Regions from separate parts of the Anser cygnoides genome. Here region 1 is linked to region 2. The links are chromatin contacts, called in public Hi-C maps. All regions are on one chromosome and are shown on one strand. Each heading gives the region's core, a stretch centred on a gene start, on an enhancer-like site or on the middle of the called end of the contact. The rest is flanking DNA. Distances are from core to core; before and after follow the strand shown. Region 1 overlaps LOC106031534 (a long non-coding RNA gene). Region 2 has its middle 16 kb from the start of CNIH3.

What was found. A called contact is a pair of places that touch in the nucleus more often than the background predicts.
Region 1: a contact with region 2 is called in a Hi-C map of liver, with 4 times the contacts expected there. The contact joins two enhancer-like sites. A contact is called at or near these places in 2 of 7 Hi-C or Micro-C datasets (both in liver).

The regions. Positions count from the first base shown.
Region 1 is chr3:24,899,211-24,903,546 of Taihu_goose_T2T_genome, reverse strand. The region is part of intron 3 of LOC106031534 (a long non-coding RNA gene); the gene reads right to left. Among named protein-coding and RNA genes, the nearest start is that of PPP2R5A, 11 kb to the right of the region's middle. Within about 2 kb of position 2,141, at least 1 of the 3 cell types and tissues checked has open chromatin away from gene starts, as enhancers often do. A contact at or near this core is called in liver, where this site is marked.
Region 2 is chr3:24,453,346-24,457,409 of Taihu_goose_T2T_genome, reverse strand. No RefSeq gene overlaps it. Among named protein-coding and RNA genes, the nearest start is that of CNIH3, 16 kb to the left of the region's middle. Within about 2 kb of position 2,104, at least 1 of the 3 cell types and tissues checked has open chromatin away from gene starts, as enhancers often do. A contact at or near this core is called in liver, where this site is marked.

The DNA.
Region 1 (4,336 bases), core at 892-3,391, 450 kb before region 2:
CACTCAGCATGATACAGTCTATGAAAGTAACACAAAGAATTTCAACTCTGGTCTGCAGAGTTAACAGCAACATTAAATCACGTAGCGCTACGATCCCTACAGTGACAGATTGTTTGCAGTTAAAAGAGGTCAGCGAAAACAGCAAATGTCATACAATAAATACAGGGGGAAGGGGGGCAGAAAAATAAAAAGAAACTTATTAAGACCGAAGAAATCACCATATTTTCAACTAATGTAAATTAGTATATCTTCAGTGTTGATGATGAACTCAGTTATGCAACGGAGCTAAAAAATTGGCTCAAAACAGTTGTTAGAAAATAGAATGGTACTAAAAGAACAATGGGGAAAATAAATTAATGAATTAAAACTAGTTCCACCCTGAAATATCCAGCAAAAGAAAAATAGTTTAAATAATGTGCTTATTATTTAATAATTAACTCAGATGAACAGAACATTCTAATATCACAGTGAACTCAGTCACCCCACTCCTCCAAGTGCTGATGACAGTTTCCTCTTGTTATCTGCACAAACTTCCACATATCTTCAGACCCACGGTGCTACTTGCCAAAACCAGAAAGTGGCTGGGCTGTGGTACCCGATTTCTAGGGTATGACAAGCAAAAAGCCAGTGCCTGGGAAGGGTTCCTTCCTAAAGGAAGAACAGCTGGCCAAACTGAAGCAAAACATATACGGGTTTTGCAGTTTGGTACTAGCAGAGTGACCTGGACAGGGAGTAACTGTAGGTTGTGCAAGCCCATAATGCAAATAAGTCTGAGCTGATTTCCAAGTGTTTCATAGATTAAGTACATTTCAATACAGATAAATTAAACTCTTCTGAAACCAGTTCTTGGCACCGAGGTTAACCTGCTTGGAAGAACCAGTATTTGTTCCAGAAAACTCCCTTACCCTCAAAACCAAACTTGTACACTGCACAATGGGGGCTCGGGAATCTCATCCTGGGCAAGGCGCTGTTCCTGCTAAACAGTGATAGAGATGGTAGAGCCCCAGTCCCTGGGAACAGACCCCACACTGTTTACTTGTACAGTTATAGCCACAGTTGCCAGCGATCATCATGAATCTTTTTCTACAGCTCCAGCTTTGGAGGTACTTTGGCCTTTAGAAGTCAAAGGCCTGGGCAGGTCACACCCAGCACCTACACTGGATGATGGTCATGGCAGGCAGCCTCCAGAGAGCAATTCAGTCCCCCCAAGATGTGACTTTCCACTTCAGAGTGCCTATCTTGCTCCTCTGCCTCCTGAGAGAGCCTAGGTTAGCAGGGCTCCAAGTGAGGCGCCCCTGCTAGGTGCTTACAGCTGGGCAGGATCAGGCCGTGCCAAGTGTCTGGGCGGCTGTGCAAGGCAGAGGTCATGACCATGCAGACTTTGTACTGAACTCCAAAACAAGAGACTCTGCACTAAGCTCAGAAAAGAAATATACAATTGTGCACAGAATAATAAGCCTCGACCATATTTTCCAATCCCTGGTTTCCATAGCACTTTGCAGTACTACTTGGCAGTACATCAGACACACTCTAGCATTTCTATAGGCTTCTTTTTGTATCTCACTGCTCCTCCTCAAAATCAAGGTGGCTTTCTTTACATTGTAGGGTCCCACAGTCAAATCACGTCCCTTTTCTCCTGCTTCAGAAAAGTGCCTTTCCTATTCAAAACTTTTGAAAGACCTTGTAAATCTTCCTCTTGTTCTCTCTGTGAGCCCTTCTGAAACTGCCATTCTTTTTTAATTTCTGTTCCTTCTTCCTGTTTGAGGACTTTCCACGTTATCTGGTACAGTCATTAAAGTTAATTACTCTTCACTCTGACAAGTATGTGGCATAGGCCCAGTCAGCAAATGTTCTATTCCACATTAAAAATAAAACATATTCATAATAACTTTGTCCAAGATTCATAAGATGTGTGTAGAACATACTGGCCACCCCAAATTCCTGGGATCAAATAGAGTTTAAATATTGTTTAAAATGGATGGTTTAGTTTTTTTCTAAGATAAATTACAGGACTCACTTTTGAGCCTCCTGTAGTCTCATAAACAGCAGCTGACCACCCCAGTCAATCAATACAGATATTTAAATAAGACTTTGGTAACAGTGACTTTGACGTTTCACTTTTTTTTTTTTCTCCTACAGAAAAGGTAGGCAATGGTAATAATAAAGCTGCAGAAATACATATCAGAGTTTGAAATCCTCACTGCCCTACAGGACAAACAAACACTAAAGACGCTTAAATGACAACGCAGTTTTGTACTGTTTAGTAATTACCTGCATAGACAGCAGTACATTCAACACTGGACTACAGTGAAGACACTCCTTAAAGAGTTAAGTACTGCTACATTCTCTGAAACTTCTGGGGTAAAAATTGCTGCAGACAAAACAATTCACGATTTAGAATGCATATTTGGAGGTAGGAATGGCATAGAAATCAGATATATGAGGTTATTATAGCAATTTGTCTATGTCATTTTGGAAATGCAGCGAATATTAACAGCAGTTGTCATAAGAAGTGATCCCATCTTCTACTCTTCCGAGTGATCTAGAAAAACAGCCGAGTATGCCCATATCAAATAAAACAGGAATACAACTTTTAACAATGTACTTTTTTTTTTTTTAATGAAAACTTCAGTTTGCACAATGGAAAAAAAACAGGCATAGATTTCACAGCATGACACCTGACACATGGCCCAGTACAGCTGTTGACATGGACAGAATAAAAAAATACTATGCAAGAAACTCAGGGCAAGGCAACAGCACTTACAAAGACTTTCCTCTCACTTAAACTTCTTAACAGGCAAAAAAATATTCCAAAAATCAGAGTAACCATTCTTAGGCTAGAGACAAGCAAGAAGGCCTGTGTAACAAAGCCTATTTTTGGAAGTCACACTGTTGAAATCAGTAACAGTACCGAGTATTTTGGGATCAGTGGAGATCCTGTTTTATTATGTTGAAAGAACACCTAATACTTTTCTGCCTTATTTTTCACATCCTTTATCAAGTATCATCTCAGGTGCATTGCAGTTATTTTGTGAGAAACACATTTGAAATATCTTAATTCTACAAAGTAATCCAAGCCCAAACTCAATTATGATTTTCCTTGATTGCCTTAATTTATCAGCTATGTAATGCTCTCCCATTTCATGAATTTCTAAGCTGCCTCATTATTTTCTGTGCAGTATTTAAGGCTTGAAGATGTACCACTAGTAGTGGCTGCCCAGAACACAAGAAGTTTCCACAAGCACTGGGGTAGTGAGAAGTCAGTGCATACATACATCCTATTAATACATGATGAATTCCATGGAAAAGATAATAGCTTTTTTTTTTTTCTCTCTTTTTTTTTTTTTAATTGCTATTATTTTAGGACAAGGAGAGTAAATCCCAGCAGGGTGTTAGAATTTGTTGCACAGGTTCCCAACTAATGAACGCCTGTAATACAGGAGAGATGGGAGAGGCAGGACTCATGCCAGCTCTGCAGAGATGGTTCAGGGCAGACTCATACAAATATATTTTCCATCTGGGGCCAGAAGTCGTCCTGGCTGCAGCCGGGGGAAGTGGTGGTAACACAAGCCACTGTGTGGGTAAGAAAGGGAGGAGAAGCAGTAGGAGCAGCCCCACAGACAAGAAAAAGCAGGGCACAAAGACGCTGAGGGTGACTGGGGGAGCAAGGAGGCAGTGTGTGCAGACCTGCAGGGCACAGAAGTGAGGGGGTGGCATCAGCTGGTGCCAAGGCTGAGAACCAGCGCTTTACTTTGATATCCTGCTCACGGGGGGTATCCATATGGACCATTTCGGTACCTTGCAGAATGATGCAGCAAATGCATCTGTCTTTGTCAGAGATTTTTGGTGTTGAGGATTGCAAGGATCTGGGAGAGCAGACACCAAACTCTGCAGTTATTAGGCAGATAGATACTCTGTCGAAGAGCAACTGAAATGGTGTGGTACAAAGGAGCATTCCAGACCCTTTCATTCTGTTCAGCCAAGGGACTGTCTTGAACTCAATTTAATCGTAACAGAAATACCAGAATAGAACATACAGTATAAAATTAAATACAAATTTGTCATGTAACATAATACAGTGGTAGGACGCTAGCGGCAATCAGACAAGCAAAGGCTATGGAGATGGACACTGGTAGCAAGACGTCTAACCCAGTCCAATGTACTCAATGTGATGGAGGTGTCCTGGTCTGAAGTATACCTATTTAAAAAGATCTTAAGATATATGTATGTATATTTAAGACCATATATATATATACACATAGTCTTAGTTCAGTTCTATTCTGTATACATTTAATGTTTTTAACTGGGGCAGAGAGATCAGGATCATGAGTTGCTT
Region 2 (4,064 bases), core at 855-3,354:
TAGATCGATGACCATTCCCCCACTGAATGTCACTGCTGCCAGGGGCGGTTGTCTAACCTTTCCTTCTGCTAGCTGCTCATTCCCAGTCCATCCATTTTCCTAGCACCACCAACCATCTGTCAACACACATGGCTTGTTTAAGTTACCGACTCCATTAAATACTAATTTTTAGCTAGATCAATTTTACTGTGTGATTAAGAAGGGGGAGGGGGAGGAATGTCCCTTTTCGCAGCATTATTGCATGTCCTAGATTGGCTTCAACTAATCTGAAACTTCTGCCCTAAATCAAATAAAGGTGTGAGGTGCCAACAGATGCAATGGCATGTTCAGAGTTATACAGCACATTCCTAGCACAGCTGGGCTGAAATCCCTGAGTGATCAATGGCTTTGATTTTATTTACCTAACTTTTTTAATTTCTCCATTGGTATCTTTCCTCCTTCCCTGTACTTCCCCAGGAACAGTACACAATCTAAGTGATGATGAAGCAAAGCTACAGTACCCCATCGGAGCAGAGCAGCAGACAACACTTTTTGAAGAAGAATGTCTGTTTATATGATTTTCTATTGTCAATCAGCAACCAATAACTGCGTGCTTTTTCTCAAAGATTTCTCTTTAAACAGGACTGTTCAGTAGTCATAGCAATGAATTGGTCAGTTAATTACTTCTTCCCTTTGATATCTATGCTTAAAGAGAAAAGAGAAAAGCAAAACAAACAAACAAACAAACAAAAACACCACACACAAAAATAGCAAAGAGAAGGGACAGTCCTGCCTTGCTGACACAGAGGTGTTTCAGTAACGGAGAAGAGCACCTGTTTTCCCTGGCAGCTTCCACTCTAGCACTATTTACAATTCACAAGATCCTTCTTTGATTACAAATGAGTTGATCATTCCAAAATTCTGTCAAAAACATTTGTGTTTTCTCAGTTGTGTTTTCTAAGCTCATAAATTGCAAGTCCTCCATGTAACAAAACTGTTTTCAAAGCTTCCTGAACCAAATGCTGCACTTGCTCCAGCCAAGTTTGTTTACAACTTTGAATTAATATTTGCTCTCATACATGGCACAGTGACCAAGACTTGTTCTGAGTATGCGAGGTGCCTTTTGGCAAAATAATTGCACAGAAAACACTGGTGGTAGAAGGCACTGCACTGTGCTTCAGGTGGATGTGTGGCAGAGAATACATCACGATTTCACATTCAACTCAGGATGGAAAGCTTTTCAGACTGACATCAACACTACAAGTCACAGCATGTTCTGGAAGGGTTTTCTGGGGAGCAAGATGAAATTTCTGTCATTTGGGGTCTGAGAAGGTCCTTCAGCCTCAAGAAAAAAGAATTTATCCATCTTCTCTGACATTTATTTATATACAGCAACCCTAAAAAGCCATTTTCAACTTTTGAACTCCTGTGACTTAGTAAGATGGCACGATCTGTATTACATCTGCTGTAGCAGTATTTAAACAAACATACTTTAAAAATCTTGCTCACACCTAGCGTCCAGAAATCCTATTTTGCATGTATTATTTTTATACCTCAATATTCAAAACACAAGAAGGCAGGAGTTTGACCTGGTAATTATTAAATGTTGCATCCTGATACAGAATCAGCTTGCTTGCTCTGTACTCTATACTTGTTATTTTATTCTGTGTACCATCTGCAGGAGCCAAGTCTAACATTCACGTCTATCTCCTCTGACTGCTGTGTAAGTCAGCAGCCTGTCCTCTTTTCACCCCTTTTCACATTCACATGCAGCCCTGTCAGGGGTTGTGCAAGAAGCAGATTATGAGGGTGGACCCACTTGTTTTGATCTCCTGACAGAGCACTCCAGCTCACCCTGCTCTCAGCTCTGGGGCTGCTCCCACAGTCACCTTATGGCTTTCTTTTTCCAGTCCTAAGCTCTCATCTTCTTTCACCTTTTTTTTTTTTTTTCCCTCCCTGAAATACATTAATAAATGAATATGTGCATCTAGCAGCCATCAGCTGCAAAGCGCTGGTTTGTCACAGAAGTGTAGTGTGGAAGAGGGATGTGTCTAGAAGTTTAAGGCAGAAGGCTGCACTATCACTAGGTCTCAGGGCACTAGCTAATCAGTAGGGGTGCAGCTTTATTGAAAGAAGTGTATTTTATGATATTTTTGCATGTAACTGAAACATTTTGTTTCAGTGAAACATCAGAGAGCCTTCATCAACCACTGGCCTGCTACATCGTAGTAAGTAATAAAAATTAACCAGAGATTCTTTTCCTGAGCATGCCAGGCCTGGTATGCAGGAAGGAATAAAATACAACAACACTCATGCTCTTCCAAACATGCTCTTCCCAACACATAAACTAAGGTAAATACCTACATACATGTCAGACTTCATTATTCTTTCAGCATACTCTTTTTCCTATAAGTCAAGTATTGGAACATGACTCTTCCAGCTAGCACATATCCGTATCTTCTTTTATCTGAAAATGCAAATTTGCACAATGTGAGTTGTAGTTTCTTATTCACAGGATAAGAAAACACTTTTGAAATAAAGAATACAAAGCCATGCAGATTAAAAAAAAATAGAAAAGAAAAAGAAACAAACAAATAAAAAAGAAAAAACCCACTTCCCAAACAACCCACTTCATAATATAAACAAAAAATCTTGACCTTACTGCACTTATTAAAATCCTGTCTAGAATAGGATGGCAAGATGCCCGAGACTTTGTTTATGCTGGTTAGCAAAAAATTCTGTAAATAAAGTAAAAGGCAAACTGTTTTCTAACATGATTTGTCCATTCTGTGTGGACTAAAGTCAAGCTTTTTAAGGTGAAAAAGCAATGATAACAAACACAAAAACCACAAGTGAGGTTGAACCAAGCTACCTGTAACATGAAAGAAACAAGAGCAGGCATTATCGATGACCCCGAGCCAGCATTCAAGTCATTTAAATATGGAATAAACAGTGAAGGAACACGAAGCAAAAACAAATTTTGGTAGCAAATATCCCTGCTTCAGGATTTATCTCAAGAGCAAAAGATCCATTCACCATCTGCTTCTGAAGACTAAACCAGAATTGCACCAACTGCAGCCATACATTGTACATCAGTAAGCATCAGTATATATTCTTGTTCGATCATTATGTCGTGTTCCTTTATTCTTATCAGAAGGTGGAAGACAACCACTCTGCTTTTTCTTTGTAGTGCAGTTCAGAACACCATGTGAGAATCTTAGTTGGTGTAGTAAACAATGCATTTTAAGAAGTACTATTTCATTTTCTTGAGGTGCTCTCTTCTAGCCATTTCCATCTGCTGTTGCTTATGGTATCTTTAGACTGTAAGCTTTTGGGAGTAAGGACAAACTTTTCTTTGTGTCCTTGTAAAGATTACGACAACAGGGTCTGAAACCAGGGCAACTGGCGTTTACAGGAATCCAAATAATGACATGCAAAAAAAAAAAAAAAAAAAGCTGTGTTTTTCCTTTTAAACTGGTTTAGCTCCAACATGTGCAGTTGTTTTAAAGTATTCTTACCTTGAGTTCAGTATTTAAGCATTTTGGTTACAATTAAATCTTTTCTGTCATATGCTCCCATTAAATGTGAAACATTTATGGTCATCAATGACTAAAAAAATGGTGTGAAAAATGTAATATTGTCAGACCGTCTTACTGCTCCTTTTCTGGCTGCGGTTTCCCTGCATGGAAACCAGGTAGGGTAGAGATGAATAACTGGTGGGAATTCAGATGTCACCCCAATTCTGGGTGTAGAAAAGGCACACACACTCAGGGAGCTGAAAAGCACTCCTAAGGCACACAATATAGACATAGCTAACACAGCCAAGAAGAGGGCTCTAGGCAATAACTGACTTTGCAGCCCTGTCTAATCTCCAGTTTTTTAACTGGGTACCTTTTGATGTTGATCCTCTTGCTGTGTAACTCTTTCTGCCTGCAAGGAGAGGCTTCTTTAGTTCCATGAGACATTCCCAAACAACAGATGGAACAATATATATAACAAGCATGTGATGCTTGGTCCACTGCAATTAGATGTTGTGAATTTTGATGGTATTCTCTTATTGAAAACATCACCAAGAATAAATGTTT